Regions from separate parts of the Mus musculus genome. Here region 1 is linked to region 2. Evidence: chromatin contacts called from public HiChIP or PLAC-seq data. All regions are on one chromosome and are shown on one strand. Each heading gives the region's core, a stretch centred on a gene start, on an enhancer-like site or on the middle of the called end of the contact. The rest is flanking DNA. Distances are from core to core; before and after follow the strand shown. Region 1 has its middle 17 kb from the start of Ypel2. Region 2 holds the start of Dhx40 (DEAH (Asp-Glu-Ala-His) box polypeptide 40).

Region 1 (3,499 bases), core at 335-2,834, 200 kb before region 2:
TCCTGGAACTCACTCTGTAGACCAGGCTGGCCTTGAACTCACAGAGATCTGCCTGCCTCTGCCTCCTGAGTGTTGGTATTAAAGGTGTGTGCCACCACCGCCCCACTTGGTCCACACTTTTAATCCCGGCACTCTTTGAGATCAGTCTGGTACACAGTAAGGTCTGGGCCAACCAGAGCTACAGAGTGAGCCTGTGTCCAATATAAGAGCAGCCGTGGGGGCTGGAGAGATGGCTCAGTGGTTAAGAGCACCTACTGCTTTTCCGAAGGTCCTGAGTTCAAATCCTCGCAACCACATGGTGGCTCACAACCATCTGTAATGAGATCTGACGACCTCTTCTGGTGCATCAGGGTTAGGTTAAGACAGCTACAGTGTGCTTAGATATAATAATAAATAAATCTTTAAAAAAAAAAAGAGTGGGGCTGGTGAGATGGCTCAGCAGGTAAGAGCACCCGACTGCTCTTCCAAAGGTCCTGAGTTCAAATCCCAGCAACCACATGGTGGCTCACAACCATCTGTAATGGGATCCGGTATCCTCTTCTGGTGTGTCTGAAGACAGCTGCAGTGCACTTACATATAATAAATAAATTTTAAAAAAAAGAGCAGATGGGGGTGGGGTGGGGGTGGGAGGAGGGCGAGATGAATCAGCAGGCAAAGTTTCTTGCTGTCCAGGGTGAGGACAGCAACCCATGTGGTGGAAGAGAGCTGACTCTCACAAACTGTCCCCTGACCACTGATGGCATATGATGGCAGGCATATGATGGCATGTGTGCACAGCACCCCAACACACAAAATAAAAAAGGACATTTTTTTAAAGCCAGAGTATGATCATTAATCAAGAAACTTTTAAGTTATTTATTTTTATTTTATGTGCATTAGTGTTTCACCTGCATGTGTATCTGTGTGAGCTTCTCAGATCCCCTGGAACTGTTTTACACAGCTGGGAAATGTAATCCCAGCTTGCGGGAGGCTGAGGCAGGATTGCTAAAAGTTCAAGGCTAACCTGAAATACCTAGTAAGTTTAAGACAGCCTGTGAGACCCTGTCTCCAAAGCAAAGCAAAAATAAACAAAATGTGTTTTTAAAATCCTAAATAAATAAAAGAATGTATCTCTCCACAACCTTCTTAAAAGGATTTATTTATTTTATGCATATATGAGTACACTGTAGCTGTCTTCAGACACACCAGAAGAGGACACCGGATCCCATTATAGATGGTTGTGAGCCACCATGTTGTTGCTGGGAATTGAACTCAGGACCTCTGGAAGAGCATTCAGTAGTATTAACCACTGAACCATCTCTCCAGCACCCCCCCCCCCAAAAATGAGGATCTTTGGCTCTCTCCATTATAGTTGTATTCACAGCTCTTGGCCTCAAATTTTTAAATTTCAGGGTGATCCCGAACGTTATAGGAAGCTCAGCGTGTATCTGGCCTCTACTGGTAGTGATGCTCCCAGAATGTTCTTAGATTTTGCCTGAGGCTGGTTGGGGTGAAGAGAGAACTCTTGGATTCATTAGGAATGACCAGGCCTGGAAAGCGGACACTGGGAAGCTATACCCAAGTTTAACCACAGGAGGTCTCCCTAGACCTAATTATGATTTGAGTCAGTCTTGCATTGGGTTGTGGGAACTACCGAATTGTTCTCTTTTGGTAATCTGAACACACCTGTTTTTATTTTTAAAAAATGCTGCCGGGCGTGGTGGTGCACGCCTTTAATCCCAGCACTTGGGAGGCAGAGGCAAGCGGATTTCTGAGTTCAAGGCCAGCCTGGTCTACAAAGTGAGTTCCAGGACAGCCAGGACTACACAGAAAAACCCTGCCTCAAAAAAACAAACAACAACAACAAAAGCTAAACCTGGTTGGGCCTGGTGGCACACATCTTTAATCCCAGCACTCAGGAGGCAGAGGCAGGTGGATATGTGATTTCCAGGCCAGCCAGGGCTACAGAGTGAGTTCCAGGAGAGCCAGGGTTACACAGAGAAACCTTGTCTCAAAAAAAAAAAACAAAAAACAAAAAAACAAAAACAGAAGTTACATTGATTTATTTGTGTGTGTGTGTGTGTGTGTGTAACTACAGTAGAGAAAGTTGACAAACTATAACCTGATATTTTGGCTGAGATGCCAGTAAGAAGAGAAAAACAACATTACGTAAAATCTCAGGAAATGGGAATTATTGGATTTAAAAATGTACTGATTGGTGCCTTCACTGTAACAAATGTTAATAAAACCAGGAAACTGGAGGGTGGGGTGGGGTGGCTTGTGCCTTTAATCCCAGCAGAGGCGAGTAGGTTTCTGGGAATTTGAGGTCAGCCTGGTCTACATCCTGAGTTCCAAACTAGCCAGGGCTACACAGTGAGACCCGGTTTTCAAAACAAAACAACAAAAGCCAGAAGCGCAGGTCCTCATTAGGCTGGAGACAGACGTTAATTTCCTTTCGAGAAATGAGTTTCGGCTGACGACCCTCATCCAGCTTACTTACTGGGTTATTTCTGAGGGTGATGTGTCCTGCACCCCATAACAGGCTTCACTGCGGAATATAGCTCTGCTTTTGTGGCTTCTTGCCAGTCTTTCTGTGACTTGCTCAGCGGAGTACTTGGAGGCAGGTAAGAGAGGGCTCAGCAGAGAGCAGAGAAGAGCACGGTGCCGACTCTAGATTCCTCTTCTGAAGAGAGGGTCTTGAGTTAAGCTGGGCATAGTGGCTTACGTCTATAATCCCAGTATTTGGAAAGCCAAGGTAGGAGACCACCTCAATCTTGAGGCCCTCATACTGTTGAGCTACAATGTGAGACCCTGTATCAAAACGACAACCAGACCATGGCCCAAGCAGGAGGGCTTGAGCTTCCATCCCTAGCACAGGGTAAAAGCTGAGCAATGAGTCTATAGCTTCAGCAATGTGGGCAGGGAGAAGCGAATCGCTGGATCATCGGCCAGCAGGTCTAGTTGAATCAGTGAGCTCTGGGTTCAGTGAGAGACCCTGTCTTAAAATAAAGTGGAGAAATTGGGCAGTGGTGGCGCACGCCTTTAATCCCAGCACTTGGGAGGCAGAGGCAGGCGGATTTCTGAGTTCGAGGCCAGCCTGGTTTACAGAGTGAGTTCCAGGACAGCCAGGAGAAACCCTGTCTTGAAAAACTAAAAAAAGGAGAGGAAGACATCACCTCTGGCCTCTCCACGCACGCGCGCACACACACACATACGCACACACACACATGAATGAATGTGTGCACACACAACTCAAGATCTTCAGGCTGGAGCACAGGTAGGTTAGCATACACAGCATACAGGAGGCTCTAGGTTCAATCTCTAGCACAGACCAAGGTTGAGGTGAGACAGATAGACAGACATACAGAAAGAGACAGACAGACACATAGACACGGGGACACACACGGGGACACAAACACATGCACACACACACACACACAGGAGAGAGAGAGAGAGAGAGAGAGAGAGAGAGAGAGAGAGAGAGAGAAACCAGGCCTGCAATCCCATCTACTAGAAGCTA
Region 2 (3,442 bases), core at 190-2,689:
AAAGTTACACCTGACTTGCTATCATTCAAATTCTGATAAACTTGCATTAAAGGAGTTGTTGATCAGTTACGTTGAAAAGGAGTTGATACATGTACGTTTTAAAGCAAAGTCTTGGATTCTTGTAACATCTTACATCTTTTCTAGTTTGGTCTTGGGTTGATAAGTGAATGGTAGTTTTATGTTGCCTTCCTATAAACCATGATTAATTTTAACAGCAGGAACTACTGAAAAGTGCAAGAAGCAAATGGACAAGGTCACATATATCTGTAATTTAGCACTTGGGTAGCTGAGGCTGGAAGATCATGAGTTCTAGGGTATCCTGGGCTACATAGTGATTTAAGTGTAAGAAGCAGGTTTCTTCACATTTTTTCATAATTAACTCAACTCAGAAAATCAGCTGGCATTATCACTGAAGGACTAGTCCAAGAACCCCCCTCCTTCCCTCCCTCCCTTTTCCCCTCTTCCCCCCCTCCCTCCTTCCTTCTCTTTTCCTCTCCCTTCTTTCTCCCTCTCCCCTTTATTCACCTCCTCTTCTGAGACAGAGTCTCATTCTCAGAATTATCCTGGTGGTAACCCGGAACTCACAGCAACTCTTTTGCCTCTGCCTCGCAAGTGTTAGGACCACACTCAGCTTTGATAAAGTACTGGGTATTGAATCCCAGGGTCTCTCATATCGTAGATAAGTATTCTACCACTGAACTGTACACCAAGTCCCCAACATACCTTTAAAAATAAGTAAACCACACCACCTCAGATAATGTGTATCTGTAGAATTTTCAGCAGTTGTGTTTTCTAAGGAACGTACTTCCACTAAAAGTCAACTTATTTTAAAACAGATGTTAACCCTGTCTCGAAAAAAACAAAAAAAATCAACCAACAACCCAGATGTTATTCATTCATCTATCCTCAACAAACCCTATTGTCCACCTCAAATCACTGCTCCCTGCTGGGTGTACAATATATAGTGTTCCGGAAGTCTGGATCATGTGTGTCTTCCCAGCTTCTTGGAGGGTATGGAAAATATGCAAATAAATGTAAATGAAGGGTTCCATGAAGGAAGTGAAACAGCATGGGAATCTAAGTTTTGAAAACTACAGAACTACAAGTTGGACCGCACTATGTGTCTTGATAGGACGATAGGGAAGTGAGTTGCCCAAGGTCACACTGTAGGATGGCTTCGGCTCCTGGGAAAGGGTCATTCAACTGGTATCTGGAGATAGGCAAGACTTGTGGGGATGCTGTGGTGACTAAGGGCCACACTGGACAAACTGTGACCTGGCCCTCAGGTGTTCAGGTGTGACTTCGCGGGTGGCGGAGGCACGTGGCGATGGGCGGGACTCCTTGGGGGTGGTGCCTCGGGGCCCCCAGGAGCGCGGGCCCGTGCGCGTCCAAGCAGAGGCCGCCACGTCATCGAGCCGCTCCCCCACCCCTCTCAGCCAGTCGCACGCGCGGAAGTAAACACCCCTACGTCATCAGGGCGCGTCCTCGCCTTTCCCCTCCCATCTCCTCGGCTCCGTGGACGTGTTCGCTTCTTCTCCGGACCGGGTCTATGTCCCGGTTTCCCGCCGTCGCGGGCAGGGCGCCAAGGCGGCAGGAGGAAGGCGAGCGGCCAATAGAGCTCCAGGAAGAGCGGCCGTCAGCTGTTCGCATCGCTGACAGAGGTACGGTCCGCGGGACGCTGTGGCACCCGGAGGGAGTTATTTGCGGGGCGAAAAGTACATCTGTGGGCGGCAGAGGAGGTGGGAAGGGAGCTTAGACGTTCTTTTGGTCTTTTAAGCCAGACGACGAACTTTGCGTCCAGTGAGCACTTTGGCTTAGAAGGGGGCGGTCCCAAACCCAAGTTGGGTGAGAACCTCTCTGGGGGGCAAGAAAGTGGACCCGAACGCCCAAATGCCTTCTGCTGTTCTACAGCCTCATAAAGCCTTTGTTCTCTACCCGTTCATCCCCCTCCCCTTCGTCGGGCCGCCAGCCTGCCTTTGGGTACGGTATGAAGGGAGCCCGTTTCCAGGAGCCAGTTTCCATGGTTACCCACCACTTGGCCTTCTGGGATATCAGTCACTCTGAACAGGGACCTAACTTGAACTGTGAATCAGAAGCAAATACAGGTGGCTTCTTCTTCTTCTCAGAGTTGTTCTGCTGTGCTCAGGTTGTTGATCTATTGTTTAATAAAATTGAGTTTAGTTTTTCCAGGTAGGTATGCATACATACACGTTGTCTTGTGCTTGACTGACTTTGTCAAGTACGGCGAGTTACACATCAACAATGTTGAAGTTGTTTGATTTTACCAAAAAAAGTTATTCTGAGTTTATAAACTTTCACGTGTGATTTGTACATGGTTGACGTAACTGAAAAGTCATAGATTGATCTTTCCCGTTGTGCGATTCCTGTGCATTCTTCTTTCAGGTCTGAGCCATTGTCAGAGAGCTCTTCTCAGGTGTTTTCATTGCACAATTGTTTTTGTGTTGTTACAGAAGAGAAAGGATGCACATCACAGGAGGGAGGAACAACTCCAACGTTTCCTATTCAGAAACAAAGAAAAAAGCTCATTCAAGCTGTGAGGGACAACTCGTTCCTCATCGTTACTGGAAATACAGGAAGTGGTAAAACAACTCAACTCCCTAAATACCTTTATGAAGCAGGTAATTTTATTCTTGGATAAAGCTGGAAGCACTAAAGAGAGAAATTCTTTAAATTTTAATGAAAGTACTGTAGTGTGCAAATGCCCATTGCTGCGTTGCTTTGTCAGATCCTTAGCCTCCCTATGTCTCCTTGGCTTTCTGGATTTATTTCAGGCTCCGGAATTGTTGGGGTGACATATTAAACTACAATGATAATAATAATAATAATAGAAGAAGAAGAAGAAGGCTGATTGTGGTGGTGCACACTTTTAATCCCAGCACTTGGTAGGCAGAGTCAGGAGCATCTCTGAGTTGTAAGGCTAGCATGGTTTACATATTAAGTTCCAGGCCAGCTATGGTTATATGATAAGAAGGAAAAATAAAAGGATGTTAATTTTCTCTTTTAGGATAAGGTTATCTCATTAGCCAGTGAGAACTGAAACAATTGTGAATTGGAAAGGATAGTTGACCTCTGTTGGGGACATATTTTTGTTGGGGGGGTGTTGGTTTTTTTTTTTTTTTTTTTTTTGAGACAGGGTTTCTCAGTGTAGCCCTAGAACTCACTCTGTAGACCAGGCTGGCCTGGAACTCAGAGATGCACCTGCCTCTGCCTCTTGAGTGCTGGGATTAAAGGTGTGTGCCACCACTACTTTGCTGTTGCTGACAATTTATTCTTCCTCTAGACCGTTATCAGACAAATATTCTCAGATTCTACCAGAATTGAGCAAACAAATTACCAATAAAGTGTCTCATCAGTGTGGCAACATTCTCTTTCATAATTTTGGAAAAGAGAAAATTATATATTACTCATATTAAAATAAAAG

Evidence for each region. HiChIP or PLAC-seq counts read pairs in DNA pulled down with a chosen protein or histone mark.
Region 1: an H3K4me3 HiChIP or PLAC-seq map of craniofacial prominence shows a contact between it and region 2, with 4 times the contacts expected there. The contact joins the enhancer-like site here to the promoter of Dhx40 in region 2. A contact is called at or near these places in 3 of 39 promoter capture datasets (Sertoli cells, cancer-associated fibroblasts and macrophages), 1 of 15 datasets of contacts at CTCF or cohesin (the NIH/3T3 cell line), 21 of 484 Hi-C or Micro-C datasets (bone marrow-derived macrophages, cerebellar granule neurons, cerebellum and 13 more), 14 of 115 datasets of contacts at active chromatin or transcription factors (bone marrow-derived macrophages, craniofacial prominence, embryonic basal ganglia and 11 more) and 4 of 9 other capture datasets (adipose tissue, liver, macrophages and 1 more).

What each region holds. Positions count from the first base shown.
Region 1 is chr11:87,008,771-87,012,269 of GRCm38.p6, reverse strand. No RefSeq gene overlaps it. Among named protein-coding and RNA genes, the nearest start is that of Ypel2, 17 kb to the right of the region's middle. Within about 2 kb of position 1,584, at least 73 of the 459 cell types and tissues checked have an H3K27ac peak or open chromatin away from gene starts, as enhancers often do. A contact at or near this core is called in bone marrow-derived macrophages, craniofacial prominence and pancreatic cancer cells, where this site is marked.
Region 2 is chr11:86,805,657-86,809,098 of GRCm38.p6, reverse strand. It overlaps Dhx40 (DEAH (Asp-Glu-Ala-His) box polypeptide 40), which reads left to right and starts at 1,439. Exons shown (of 18, transcript NM_026191.2): 1 at 1,439-1,661; 2 at 2,472-2,639. The coding sequence starts at 1,550.